Regions from separate parts of the Pan troglodytes genome. Here region 2 is linked to region 1. Evidence: chromatin contacts called from public Hi-C data. All regions are on one chromosome and are shown on one strand. The core of a region is the stretch at or near the end of the contact, and the rest is flanking DNA. Distances in the headings are between cores, read along the strand shown. Region 1 holds the start of FAIM (Fas apoptotic inhibitory molecule). Region 2 has its middle 11 kb from the start of FOXL2.

The links. A called contact is a pair of places that touch in the nucleus more often than the background predicts.
Region 2: a Hi-C map of induced pluripotent stem cells shows a contact between it and region 1, with 2.2 times the contacts expected there. The contact joins the enhancer-like site here to the promoter of FAIM in region 1. A contact is called at or near these places in 1 of 7 Hi-C or Micro-C datasets (induced pluripotent stem cells) and 1 of 1 datasets of contacts at active chromatin or transcription factors (stem cell-derived excitatory neurons).

The regions. Positions count from the first base shown.
Region 1 is chr2:141,819,867-141,826,494 of NHGRI_mPanTro3-v2.0_pri, reverse strand. It overlaps FAIM (Fas apoptotic inhibitory molecule), which reads right to left and starts at 4,272. Exons shown (of 5, transcript XM_001157252.8): 1 at 4,069-4,272. It also overlaps a transcript of CEP70 not described here.
Region 2 is chr2:142,144,292-142,150,919 of NHGRI_mPanTro3-v2.0_pri, reverse strand. No RefSeq gene overlaps it. Among named protein-coding and RNA genes, the nearest start is that of FOXL2, 11 kb to the left of the region's middle. Within about 2 kb of position 3,074, at least 4 of the 24 cell types and tissues checked have an H3K27ac peak or open chromatin away from gene starts, as enhancers often do. A contact at or near this core is called in induced pluripotent stem cells, where this site is marked.

The DNA.
Region 1 (6,628 bases), core at 3,023-5,522:
AGAATCGCTTGAACCCAGGAGGCAGAGGCTGCAGTAAACCAAGATCGTGCCATTGCACTCCAGCCTGGGCAACAAGAGCAAAAGTCTGTTTCCAGGAAAAAAAAAAAAAAAGGCAAAGGACTTCCACAGACATTATTCTAAAGAAGACATACAAATGGTCAATAAGCACATGAAAAGATGCTAAACAACATTAATCACGACAGAAATGCAAATCAAAATGACAATGAAATACAACTTCACATCTACTAGGATGGCTATACTAAAAATAAACAGAAAATAATCAGTGTTGGCAAGGATGTGGAAAAACTGGAATCCTTGTACATTGCTAGTGGGACTGTAAAATGGTGAAGTTGTCATACAAAATGATATGACAGTTCCTCAAAACCTAAACAGAGAATTATTATATGACCTAGCAATTCTGCTGCTAGGAATGCACTCAAAAAGTTTTGAAATCAGCCACTCAGACACCTGTATACTATTGTTCATTGTAGCATTTTCCAATAGCCAAAAGATGAAAACAACCCAAGTTGTCCATCAACATAAGAATAAACAAAACGCGGTACATACACTTGATCTCAGCCAAAAGGCTGAGAAGTGATAAAATGCATATATATACAAAGGATATTCCTTTTTATTCAGCCAAAATAAGGAATGATATTCTGACATATGCTATAACATGGATGAACTATGAAAACTTTATGCTAAGTGAAATAGCCAGACAAGGCCGGGCGCGGTGACTCACGCCTGTAATCCCAGCACTTTGGGAGGCCGAGGCGGGCAGATCACAAGGTCAGGAGTTCGAGACCATCCTGGCTAACACGGTGAAACCCCGTCTCTACTAAAAATACAAAAAAATTAGCCAGGTGTGGTGGCGGGCGCCTGTAGTCCCAGCTACTCAAGAGGCTGAGGCAGGAGAATGGCGTGAACCCGGGAGGCGGAGCTTGCAGTGAGCTGAGATCGCACCACTGCACTCCAGCCTGGGTGACAGAGCGAGACTCCGTCTCGGAAAAAAAAAAAGAAAAAGAAATAGCCAGACAAAAAATGACAAATATGATTCCACTTATATAAAATACCCAGAAAAGGGACATTCATAGAGGCAGAAAGCAGATTAGATGTTCCCTGGGAATGGGGGAAGGGAACAATGAGAAGTCTCAGTCTCTTTCATGCTGCTACAAAGGAATACCCGAGGTTGCATAATTTATAAAGAAAAAAGGTTTATTTAGCTCATGATTCTGATGTCTGGAGAAGCTCAAGATTGGGCATCTGCATTTGGTGAGGGCCTCAAGTTGCTTCTACTCATGGCAGAAGGCAAAGGAGAGCTGGCTGTGTAGAGAGCATGTGACCAGAGAGAAAGCAGGACAGACAGCAGGGAGGTACAAGCTCTTTTTATCAAACAGCTCTAGTGAGAACTGATAGAGCAAGAACCCATTCACCTCCAAGGGAGGGCATTAATGTATTCACTGGGGATCAGCCCCCATGACCCAAACACCTCCCATTAGGCCCCACTTCCCAATACTGCCACACTGGGGATCAAATTTCTACATGAGATTTGGTAAGGACAAATATCCAAACCATAGCACAGAGTTATTGCTTAATGGTTACTGTGTTTCTGTTTAAGGTATTGAAAAGTTTGGCAAATAGATAGTGACAATGATCGCACACTATTGTGAATGTACTTAATGCCCCTGAATTGTACACTAAAAAATTGTTAAAATGGCAAATCTATGTTGTATATATTTTACCACTTCAAAAAGTTAATTATATAGGAAAGAATTGTATACTTTAAATGGGTGAATTTTATGGTATGTGAGTTATATTTCAGTAACGTTGTTAAAAAAAAAAACAAAAAAAGAAAAAAAAATGCAGGTGTCCTGGCTGTAGTGTTTCTTGGGATGCAACTGCACCTGTAACCAAAAGATGACAACATCTGTCCTTGTCCCCAATTTCCACTTCACTCAGAAATATCTGTCACATAGATCTCTAAGTTACAAATTCAATTTAATAAGCACATGTCATATTCTAAGTTAATCCAGCATACCAATAGTTATTGGGTACTTATGTACCAGGCTCTGGGCAGGGCACTAACCTCAGAGTGGCAGAGTCTGGAGATACCAAGAGATGATTATAGCACAACAGTGGGAGTGTCCTTAAAAAGGGAAGCAGCATAGGATAGAATGGGCCATAGAGGAAGGGTCCTAGCTCTGCCGTAGAAGGCTTTGGTTTAAAACTTTGGAGAAAGTGGCCAGGCGCGATGGCTCACACCCCGTAATCTCAGCACTTTGGGAGGTCAAGGCGGTCGGATCACTTGAGGTCAATAGTTCAAGACCAGCCTGGACAAAACGGTGAAATCCTGTCTTTGCAAAAATAGAAAAATTTGCCGGGCATGGTAGCGCACGTCTGTAAATCCCAGCTACTCCGGAGGCTGAGGCACAAGAATCGCTTGAACCCGGGAGGTGGAGGTTGCAGTGAGCCGAGATCATGCCACTGCACTCCAGCCTGGGTGACAGAGGGAGATTCTGTCTGAAAAATTAAAAAATGAAACTTGGGAGCAAGAAATTAATCCACTGTTGTTTTTAAACTCTTATGCATGTACTTAATTTTCAAGATTCTATGACCAAACTGGAAAATGATAAATACAAAAAACCCTCTATTTTTGCAAATATTTTATTAAAATGTAAATTTAAAAAGATGAAAAACCATATTCCACTTACTTTCACTGATGGAGATGATACCAAGCATTTGAAACTTTTTACATGTCTTCAAAGAAAGCTTTTTGAGTATCTCATACTTACCCATCAATCTTTTAAAATCCCTTCCCTAGCAACCCAACACCTAAGTTTCAGAGCATGACTTAAACACCAACACGTTGCCACTGTTCACCTAATCCACCTGAATTTTGCCTTAACTTAGGTTTATTCTTACTGGGGACTGAAATGGTTCGTTCAAGATAAACCGAAGTCAGTTTAAAAATTACTAGATGATAGTAGTTACTAAGATGCTCATGGTTCCCTTTTCAGCAAAGGCCCCCAGGTAGGGCCAGCCAATAATGCAAGTCACACTCAAGTGTTGACATCTTCATCTCCGGACCGGCCTCTTATGAAGTGAGGGGGGTCTCCAGTAAAATCACTCGGGAAGCTCCTCGAGCCAAGTATTCCCAAATGCTACTTACTGGAGGTACAAAAAGGAGAATAACTTTTCTGAGGGCCATTTCACAATGTATACCAGAAGCCTTGTGGTATAGACCGTGGATTCTATCTTGTTTTAGAACGAATCTTGTGGGATTCATTCTACAGAAATGATCACGCTCAAAAACCCAGATGCAACGATGCTCAATGAATTACTTTTTGCAATAACTAAAAACTGAAAACCACTTGTACGCTCACCATCAGGGAGAAACTACATTTAGTAAATCACAGTGCAAAGCCATGCCGAGAGAGAGAGAGAGAGAGAGAGAAAGAGAGAGAAGAGAGAGAGAGAACTTTATGATGCAGGTTCTGCAAAAACAAGCCCCGCTCATATTACAAGGAAAAACCATCTGGAAGAATATACACCCTCCTGTTAACCCAGCTTGTCTCTGGGGAGCAGCGGCACGGCTGCTTTGCTTGCTTCCTTGCTTTCTGTTCCACGTTTTCGACAGTGACAAGTATTATCTTTAGAGGTCGCGAACAGGCCGGAGGAGGGTGCGGCAGGTCGCGGGGCAGGGCCTCGCTAGGCAGGGACGCCCCCGCACCGCCCCGGGCTGGCCCCGCGCCCCGCCGCACCTCCACCTTTGCCGGCGGTGAGCGGGAGCCGCGTCCCGCCCCGAGGTCTGGGATCACCGGCGGGCCGGCTGGAAGCGTCCGGAACTCACCCAGCGCCTCACCCGCGCGGGTCTCACCGACCGCGCAAACACCGCCCGCCGCCGCCGCCGCCGCCGCCCAGAGATGGCCGCCGCCGGCGCAGCAGGGCCGAGAGCGTGGGGACGCCGGGGGGCTGCGTGCAGGGGTTTCCAGGGTGCGGAGCGGGCAGGCCCGAGGCGTCCGGGCGGGCGCAGGCGCGACACCGACCCCACCCGGTCTGCTGCCTCACCTGTGCTCTGTGGGCCGCGGGAGGTTCTGGGGTAGGTTGCACTAAACAACCGGTTGGTTCCGACTCGGCTACGTAGGCCGCGTGGCCTTGCTCCCCTGGCCGAGAAACAGGCGCAGCCGGCGCGGAGGTTGAAAGCTCTGCAGGCGCGAGTACCAAACGCGCCGACTGTTTGTCGAGCCTCTCAGGTCCCCTGGGGCGACCAGCGCAGGAGGCCGCCCCTCCCGCCGCCACGGACCCAACCCTGGTCCTCTGCCTTAGCCGAAGGCCGCACCCTCCGCGCATAGGCCTTCCTCAGCCCCAACCCAGGACATCACTATGTCCCGCAGTGCGTCCAGTCTTCCCGCCAGCAAGTGTGGGTAGGAGCCGGCCGCTGGCCCCGCTCTGGGCTAGACGGTGGGGACATCCTGGCGGGCAAAAACAGCCCTGTGCCTGCTCTGCAGCTATGGGGAAGGAATATCTGTTCATGGCAGCAATAGCATTCGCTCCTTAAAACCTCTTTATGGAGTCTCATTCCTTTTTTAAAGACCCAAACTACTTAAGGTGGGCATGAAGCCCCCATGTGTGATCTAGCCCCTGCCTGCTTGGCTTCATTTAGGTCCTTAAAGGATGCAGGTTTCTTCTCGCCCAGGGCCTCTGCAAATGCTCTTCTCTCTGCCTGGACACTCCTCACCTCTTCCCTGTTGTGAGTGTTCTTCATATATCATTTCTTAGATTACACTATCCTGGCCCATAAGACTTGCAGCATTGCTGGGTGTGGTGGCTCATACCTGTAATCACGGCATTTTGGGAGGCAGAGTGGCGGATCTCTTGAGTCCAGGAGTTCAAGACCAGCCTGGGCAACATGGTAAAAAAAAAAAAAAAAAAAAAGAGAGAGAGAGAATGAGAAAGAAGAAAAGAAAATAATTAGCGGCTCAGGCCTGTAATCCTAGCTACTTGGGACGCTGAGGTGGGAGAATTGCTTGGGCCCTGAAGGGAGGTAGAGGCTGCAGAGAGCTGTGATTGCACCACTACACTCCAGCCTGGGCAACAGAGCGAGACCCTGTTTCATTAAAAAAAAAACACACACACAAAAAGAAACAGCCGGGCTCAGTGGCTCACGCCTGTAATCCCAGCACTTTGGGATGCTGAGGCAGGCATGGCAAAACCCCGTCACTACTGAAAATACAAAACTTAGAGGGGTGTGGTGGTGCATGCCTGTAGTCCCAACTACTTGGGAGGCTGAGGCAGGAGAATCGCTTCAACCTGGGAGGTGGAGGTTGGAGTGAGCTGAGATTGAGCCACTGCACTCCAGCCTGGGCGAAGAGCAAGACTCTGTCTCAAAAAAAAAAACAAAAAACAAAAAACGCCGGGCACGGTGGCTTACACCTGTAATCCCAGCACTCTGGGAGGCCAGGGTGTGCGGATTGCCTGAGGTCAGAAGTTTGAGACCAGCCTGGCCAACGTGGTGAAACCCTATCTCTACTAAAAATACAAAAATTAGCCGGGCATGGTGGCATGCGTCTGTAATCCCAGCTACTCAGGAGGCTGAGGCAGGAGAATCACTTGACCTTGGGAGGTGGCAGTTGCAGTGAACTGAGATCACCTCACTGTACTGCAGCCTGAGCCACAGAGTGATACTTCGTCTCAAAAACAAAAACAAAAAAAACACAAAGATTGCAGCACCAGGGATTCTTCTTCCTAGCCCCTTTCAGGGTGTGCAATAATTTGTGTAATTTTTGCTTAATGTGTAACTTAACAGTAGACTGAGATCCATGAAGGCCGAGACCATGGCCGCTTGGCTCTCATTCTTGTATGTCCCACATCTGTACCGTGCAGGCCCATGTTAGCTCTGGTAAATATTTATTAAATGAATGAATGAATGAAGAGCAGGCCTGGGTAGTGTCTTAGGTGGCCTTGATTTTCAATTTAAGGAGGAGACAGTGTTGCCTACAGAGAGCGAGAAAAGTTGTTGAGTGGGCCATGTGAGGAGCAGTGAATGGTCCCTGTGGAGAGTAGGCCCAGTCATAGAATAGAGACAAGTGAAGGGATTTTGGAGGGTTTTGAGGGCCCAGCATATTTGGGGGCTGCTATGGTTTGAATGCTGGTATCTCCCCAAAATTCATATGTTGAAACCTAAGCCCCAACACATTCATATTAACAGGATGGATCCTTTGTGGGGGAAATTAGTGCCCTTGTGAAAGAGGCTTGAGGGAGCCTGTTTGGTCCTTCTGCCATGTGTGGATGCTCTGAGAAGGCACCATGTTTGAAGCAGAGAACAAGCCCTTAGCAGACTGTGACTCTGCTGGAGCCTTGATCTTGGATGTCCCAGCCTCCAGAACTGTGAGCAATACAATTCTACTGTTTATAAATTACCCAGTCTAAGTTGTATTTTTGTTGTTGTTGTTTTTTTTTTGAGACAGGGTTTTATTCCTGGCTGGAGTGCAGTGGCATGATCACAGCTCACTGCAGCCATGATCCATGTCCTGGGCTCAAGCGATCCTGCTACCTCAGCCTCTAAAGGAGCTGGGACTATGGCTACATGCCACCACACCCAGCTAATATTTTAAAATTTTTTTATAGA
Region 2 (6,628 bases), core at 1,825-4,324, 330 kb before region 1:
GCCCGCAGTGACACCGGGCCTTTGTCCTCCTTCCTGAAGCCCCCGCGACTGCTGACCGTGCAGAGATAAAGGCCGGGTCAGGGCCCTGTGGAATCCCGAGGGAGGGGCGGCAGGGCCGTCCCATTGGCCCCTTTCAACCCCATGTAGGGAGGTTAGGTGGGCCCAGCTGATCCCCGGAACAGGGGCTACAAGGCCAGGGGCTGTCCCCACCCCCAGGCTCAGACGAGGCATGGATCTGCCTTTCCCCACCCCCCCCGAAAGGCTTCTGCCGCTAAATTCCTTGCACCTTGCTCCTACCAGCATTATATTGTCCTACTTAAAGTCTCTGGAGGCGTTAGGGACAGTGGCTCCCCACCGGACCCGATCCCCAGAAATGGAATCGTGCTCAACCTCTGTGGCGACTCTGGTTTTCGCGACCGCTGGGCTCGGTTGGCCGGCCAGATCCGAACCCGTGCATCGCCTGTTCCAGCTGCGCCTCTCAGGGGCGCCTCTGTGCCTTCTCCGGGCCGCGGAGACTCCTCCAGCGCCCGGCCTCGAATTTTCTGCGCAACGCTCTCCTGTCAGCCGCACGGGTCTGCAGAGAAGGCGGGAGAGTGTTTGTGACCCTGCCCTGTCGCTTTCGGTGACTTAAAAACCCAGGTCGCTGTGGAACCCAGTCTCCACGGCATTGCCTTTGCAGGCAGCAGCCTTGGGCTTACACCTGAGGTCGTTTTCTCCACAGACACTTCTGGGTGATGCGAGTGCTGCGCAGCTCAGAACCCTTGGAAGGATGAGAGGAGGACGAGCCCGGCGGCCTGCCGGTGCGGTGATGGAGGGCTCTTCGGTAGCCACACTGCGCGCCTCCCACACACACCTTAAGAGTCTTGGGGCCCCGGGCCAGCGCTGCAGCCCAAAGAGACCCTGCAGCCGCATTTTCTCCCAGGCCGTGGCAAACCCTGGCTTCGCCTCCCTTCACCATGGCTTGTGAGGGCAGGAGGCTCCCGGGGGCCGACTTCCCTGACCTGAATGAGTCAGGCACCCTTCTTTATTTTAAGTGGGGGTGTGACCTGAGGAGATAAAGGAAGGACGACAGACCTGGGGAGTGGGGCCCTGCAGCCTCTTGGGCCCGGAGCGCACTCCTTCTCCGCTCCCTCCCCTCACCGGCAGGATCGGGGGTCTTGAAACTGGAGCCGCTCACCGGCCAGCGGATGAGAGATAAAGGAGCCCGGCGGCGCCGAAGCGCTGACCAGCAGACCCGGATCCGGACTTTCCCGCGCTCCAGAGCAGCACCCGAAACCCTACTTCCCAGGTGGCACCGACCCAGCTCGGAAGAAATGGGTCGGCTGAGCAGCTCCTCCGGTGCCATACGGTGTCTCCAGGCACAGACAGTCGTGCTCGCGTGTGTACTGTGCACGCACAAGACTGCAGGATGATGTCCTGTATGAGCCCTGTATTAGCCCCTTTGCTCTCAGCCAGAGGTACACGCATACGTGTGTGCATTTGTCATGTGTCTAGGGACAGGTGTGCACCTTCACACATACGTGATGTGTATGTGCACACATTTGTAGAACGTTCTAGCATCTATCCTACAGGCACGTACAGGGCTGGCTGCTTCTAATAAGTCATCATTACACCTCGCATTTACACAGGCCTTTTCAGTTCTGGCATGATTTTCAGAATCACCCCGGGAAATACTCTCCTTTCAAAGTTTACAGATGAGGAAACAAGCCAAAAGAATCTAATGGGTACCCGTTTGCACACACTGTGAGAGAGATCGAGGCCAGCCAAAGATCCCGCCCACTGTTGAACTTGGGTGTGTTGGCCGAATGTGCTCATAGATGGGTCTGTTTAGCGCCCCAGGCGACCTCAGGTCCGGCGGGCCTTGGCTCTTCGCCAGGCTTCCTGGGAGACCCACTGCGCCGGGTGTGGGGTCTCAATTCCTGTGCTGATAAGCACTATCTTCTGGAGCTGGGTGACCCTAGTGCCCAGGGCGGGAAGTCGGGAGCTGGCCGGAGTGCCGCTGAGGCGATCCCGGCGGTTCCACGGCCATGGCTGCCCACGCGCAACTGGGTTGCAAAGCCTGGCGGGCCTCGGTCTCTAAAGCAGCCACGCCAGGCAAACGTGCGATGAAAGGATCCTTTCAGCCCACCTACAAACCCAGGAACCCAGGGTTGCTGGAGCAGTGAGGAAGTTCCTGCTGTCTCGAATCCCTAGCGCCCTTACGAGACTCGGAGCCCACAATGCCCATTTTACAGAAGTGATTAGTCGGAGGCTAGAGCGGTATAGTGAGTTGCTCAAGTTCAACGCCAGTTGAGTGGCCACAGTCGGGACTGGAATCCCCAATTAAGTGTGTCTGGATCCTTGGTCCACAGTCCCTCTGCCCCCAGCAAGGATCTCTGGTCCCTGTGTCTCCCGCGCGCCCAGGAGCCATCCCGCTACTAGCCTCCGACTTCCCTCGCCAAGAATGCGAAAACTATCATAGCTCTCACCAGCATCATTTAAAAGGTTTCCACATGCTTGGAATCTGTTGCTTGAAAACAAATTCCCTGTGTGCGTTGGCTTTCTAACCCCTCCTAAGGCATCTGGTCCCCCTCCACCCTCTAAGCCCTTGCCGTCGCAGAGTGAGGCTGCCTAAGGGCTGTAGCTTGACCACATCTCGGGGGTGCCCTTGGGCCTCTGCGCCGGGCTCCTGCAGACTGAGGTCGCTGGTCTCTGGGCTCCAAGGCCGCCTCTACCCCGCAGAATCCGGGAGCTGGAAGGGAGCCCGCGGTTTGGCGAGGTCGCCGTTCGGGCTCACGGCCTCGAGGCTGCCCTCTGCTGACACTGGGTGACATTACCACCGCCTCCCTCGGCGGCTCAGGAGCTGCACCCACGTGAGGGGTTCGCGCAGAGCCAGGCGACCCCATTCTCGCTGGGTCCCCAGAGTGGCTGCCGCACCTGCAGCCACTGACGAGACCCTCCCATATTTCTCAATCCGAGACTTCTCCCCGCAGACACCAGAGGCTCCGGTGCTCGGACCCAGGGACAAGGCAGAGAGCCGGAGCTCTGCGCTGGCAATCCCGCCGCTTTGCGGCGCCCGCCGGGATCCGCGGCCAACCAGGCACGGCCACAGGCGGACGCTGGGGGACTCCGGGGATGGCCCCAGGCTGTGTTCGTCCCCTTTACTCTCCGCCACCATAGCATTGATTGGCGCCCACGGGTCCCGATCTACCTGCCCTCCCCTTTTCAACCTTACTTGATGGTGGCCCAGGCGCTTGGCTGCCTCTATTTCTTGTAGTGCACTTGTCTCTCCAACCAAATTAAGAGCGCCTCGACGACCGGAAGGGGCTGCTCCCTACCCGCACGGCACAGGCCTAGCTCAGGTTCTGCCGAGACAGAACTGATTCCAGAGGCCCCCATTCTTGCCCTTGAAATAAACCTTAGGCAGTGAGGCGAAGAGACACTTCTGCCTGCTGCATCCATTCTAGACAGGGTGGGGTAAAAATTACTCAGTCATCATATCTATGCATTTCCAGTGCTATGTATTAGGACTTTAACATTTTCACTTTTCCCCTCACAAAGATAATTGAAACTGAAGAAAATTGGGAAAATAAAACATTAAAATGCACAAAAAACACCAACGCTACAATAATCCCATCCCTCCTCCCACAAGGTAACCATGGTTAACATTTCGATGGCATCTTTCCACTCTTTTATTTATATATTTCAATTAAAATAAGTCTAATTTCCATAATTAACAAATATACATAAAATTTGCAGTTTTGTGTCCTGCTTGTTTAAACCTTTCGCCATAGGGTTTTTCTCCATATCTTATTCTTTGAAAAATGATTTTCAATTATTGCTTAATAATCCATCCTTTGGATGAACCATAATTTTGTTATACACCAGCACCAATTATCTGTTTTAGGCCCATGAAAGTCTCCTTAAGCCACACTCTCTGGATCCGTCTGGATCAGTTAATATATAATCATATAATCAGTAGTTGATCAATAAATGTTGAGCCTTTCTTTTTAATTTTTTGTTGTTGTTGTTCTTTTCTTGTTTGTTTTGAGATGAAGTCTCATTCTGTCGTCCAGCTTGGAGTGCAGTGGCACCAGCTCAGCTCACTGCAACTTCTGCCTCCCAGGTTCAAGCAATTCTCCTGCCTCATCCTCCCGGGTAGCTGGGATTACAGGCGCCCGCCACTACGCCTAGCTAATTTTTGTGTTTCTAGTAGAGACGAGGTTTCACTATGTTGGCCAGGCTGGTCTCAAACTCCTAACCTCAAGAGATCCACCCACCTCAGCCTAGCAAAGTGCTGGGATTACAGACATGAGCCACTATGCCTGGCCAATGTTGAGTCTTTTGCTAGCCTAACAAAGAGAGTCATGGTCCCATTCTCAGGACACAAAAAATCCACCCAGATATTAGGGACTGCCTTGACCTAGAAGAGGGCCTTCTAGCCCCTGCTGCCAGCCATCTCCCTCTGCTGGAGACCAGTGTAGCTGGGGTGGTGAGAGGGACATCTTGAAAGAAAGCAGGAACCAGCAATGTGTCTGAAGAGCTGTCCTAGCCTGCTTCTAGGACCAAAGCCCTGTATCCCCAACTGGCACACAAGATGATGTTTGTGACCTGGGCTACTGTGTACAGTGTCTTGTAATGGTTAGGAGTCAAACATGCCTTCATGTAATCCTGGGTCTTCCCCTTAAAAGCTGTGTGACCTCAGAAAAGCTGCTCAACTTCCCTGAACCTCATTCTAAAAATTGGAGTAATAATGCCTACCACATCAAGCTTTTGTAAGTATTCAAACAAATGACACACTTAGCCTGTACAGATAAATTATCAATACACCATAGCTACTGCTTCTTTTGGCTCTGCAGCTGCTATTGCTGTTGTTCTGGCATTAGCTGTGGTCTTGGGGACCACTGCAATTGCCCTCTCCCTCAACTTCTGACCCCATTGCTACTGTTAAACACAAGCCCAAATCCTGGCACTAAGCCGGATCCAGGTCCTCAGGGCTGAAGGAGTCATTTCCAGCATTCTGGTTGGGCTGCTCAGGACCTTCTGACAATCAGGCCTGGGCTTGGGCTGTTTATACTAGAACCGTTAAAACAGGAAAATATGCAAACCCTTCATTCACAGGGATCCGGCTATTGTTGGGTCAGAAATGATATTTTTGTTTCTAGAGTAAAAGGTATATTTGCTGCCTTACACACACACACACACACACACACTTTTTTTATTCTTTTGGTTGTGTCTACAGAGCTCAGAAGGCAAAGTAAATGATCTGGTTCATTTGACCAGCTCAAGCAGCCAACCTGGAAAAGTCCCTTTGGCCTGATTGATGTTTACATGTACTCCAACGAGCCTGAACCTCACTGGGCTCTGTTTAGTTCATCCACAGACTAGGCCCTTATCCATCTCCCAGACAAAACGCCTCCAAAATCCATCTCCCAGAAATGATAGGTTGATAGCAACACCACCTCCATCTAGGAGGCAGTTAAAGAGGAATTTAATTTTTTAAAAAATTAACCCAAACAGCCTGATCCCAGTAGAATCAACTGCACATCAAAATTTCATGGAAAAAAGTTTTTAAAACACAGATTTCAAGATCATCTTCAAACTAAACAGCTTCTGCCTCTGGAGATGGCGCTTGGCAATCTGTGTGTATCTGTAGTTCCTCCAGGTGATTCTGAAGAAGCCTGTGGAGCCACATTAGGGAATCACTGCAGTTCTCAATTGAATTGAAAACAGGTTTCTCCAGGTGGACTCCAGAAAATGCAGATTCCAAACAGTCTTCCATTGGGACCACATGGAATGAGAAAGAGCTTGGGTGTAACTGTGGTGGGGGAAGTGAATACATATTTGTTTTTGTGTGCTTTTGATGGGCTGTTGTCTGTGCACACGGCAGGCCTCTTTGGTCACAAGTAACATAAACCCACTAGAGCTGGCTTTAAACCAAACAGGTGGCTGGGGTGGGGGGTGTTTTTATAAGGATTCATGAGTGACTCCTGGAGCCCCAGGCAGGGTGGTAGCCAGACTCCCTGAAGGGCTATACTGCAACAGGAGCTGAGGTGATGGCAAGAACCAACTTTTCCTGCTGCTCTGGTCAGGTCTCTCCTCTGCTCCATTTGAGAGAGGAGCTCCAGCGACAGCTATAATTTCTGAGTGTCAATTCAATCTTCCTGTGTGAGAAAGCTGATTGGTATCCTGGGTCAGGTACTGTCCTGGAGATACACCCCTGTCCTGTCAACTGGAGCTGAGGAAGAGGGTCTGCTGGTAGCTTCTGATGGTCCCTCCTTGTGGGAAGAGGGCAGTCATGGCACTCATGAGAGGCTAAGCAGACACCCCAGAAAGTCTTATTTGTTTCAGTCTAGCCTGTCCAACCACTCAATCAATAGCTCAAGGATTTTTTATCCTAGCTGCACTACAAAATTGCCTCAGGGGTTTTAAAAACCTATTGTGCCTTGGCCGGGCTCACGCCTGTAATCCCAGCACTTTGGGAGGCCGAGGCGGGTGGATCACGAGGTCAGGAGATCGAGACCATCCTGGCTAACACCATGAAACCCCATCTCTACTAAAAATACAAAAAATTAGCCGGGCGTGGTGGCGGGCGCCTGTAGTCCCAGCTACTTGGGAGGCTGAGGCAGGAGAATGGCATGAACCCGGG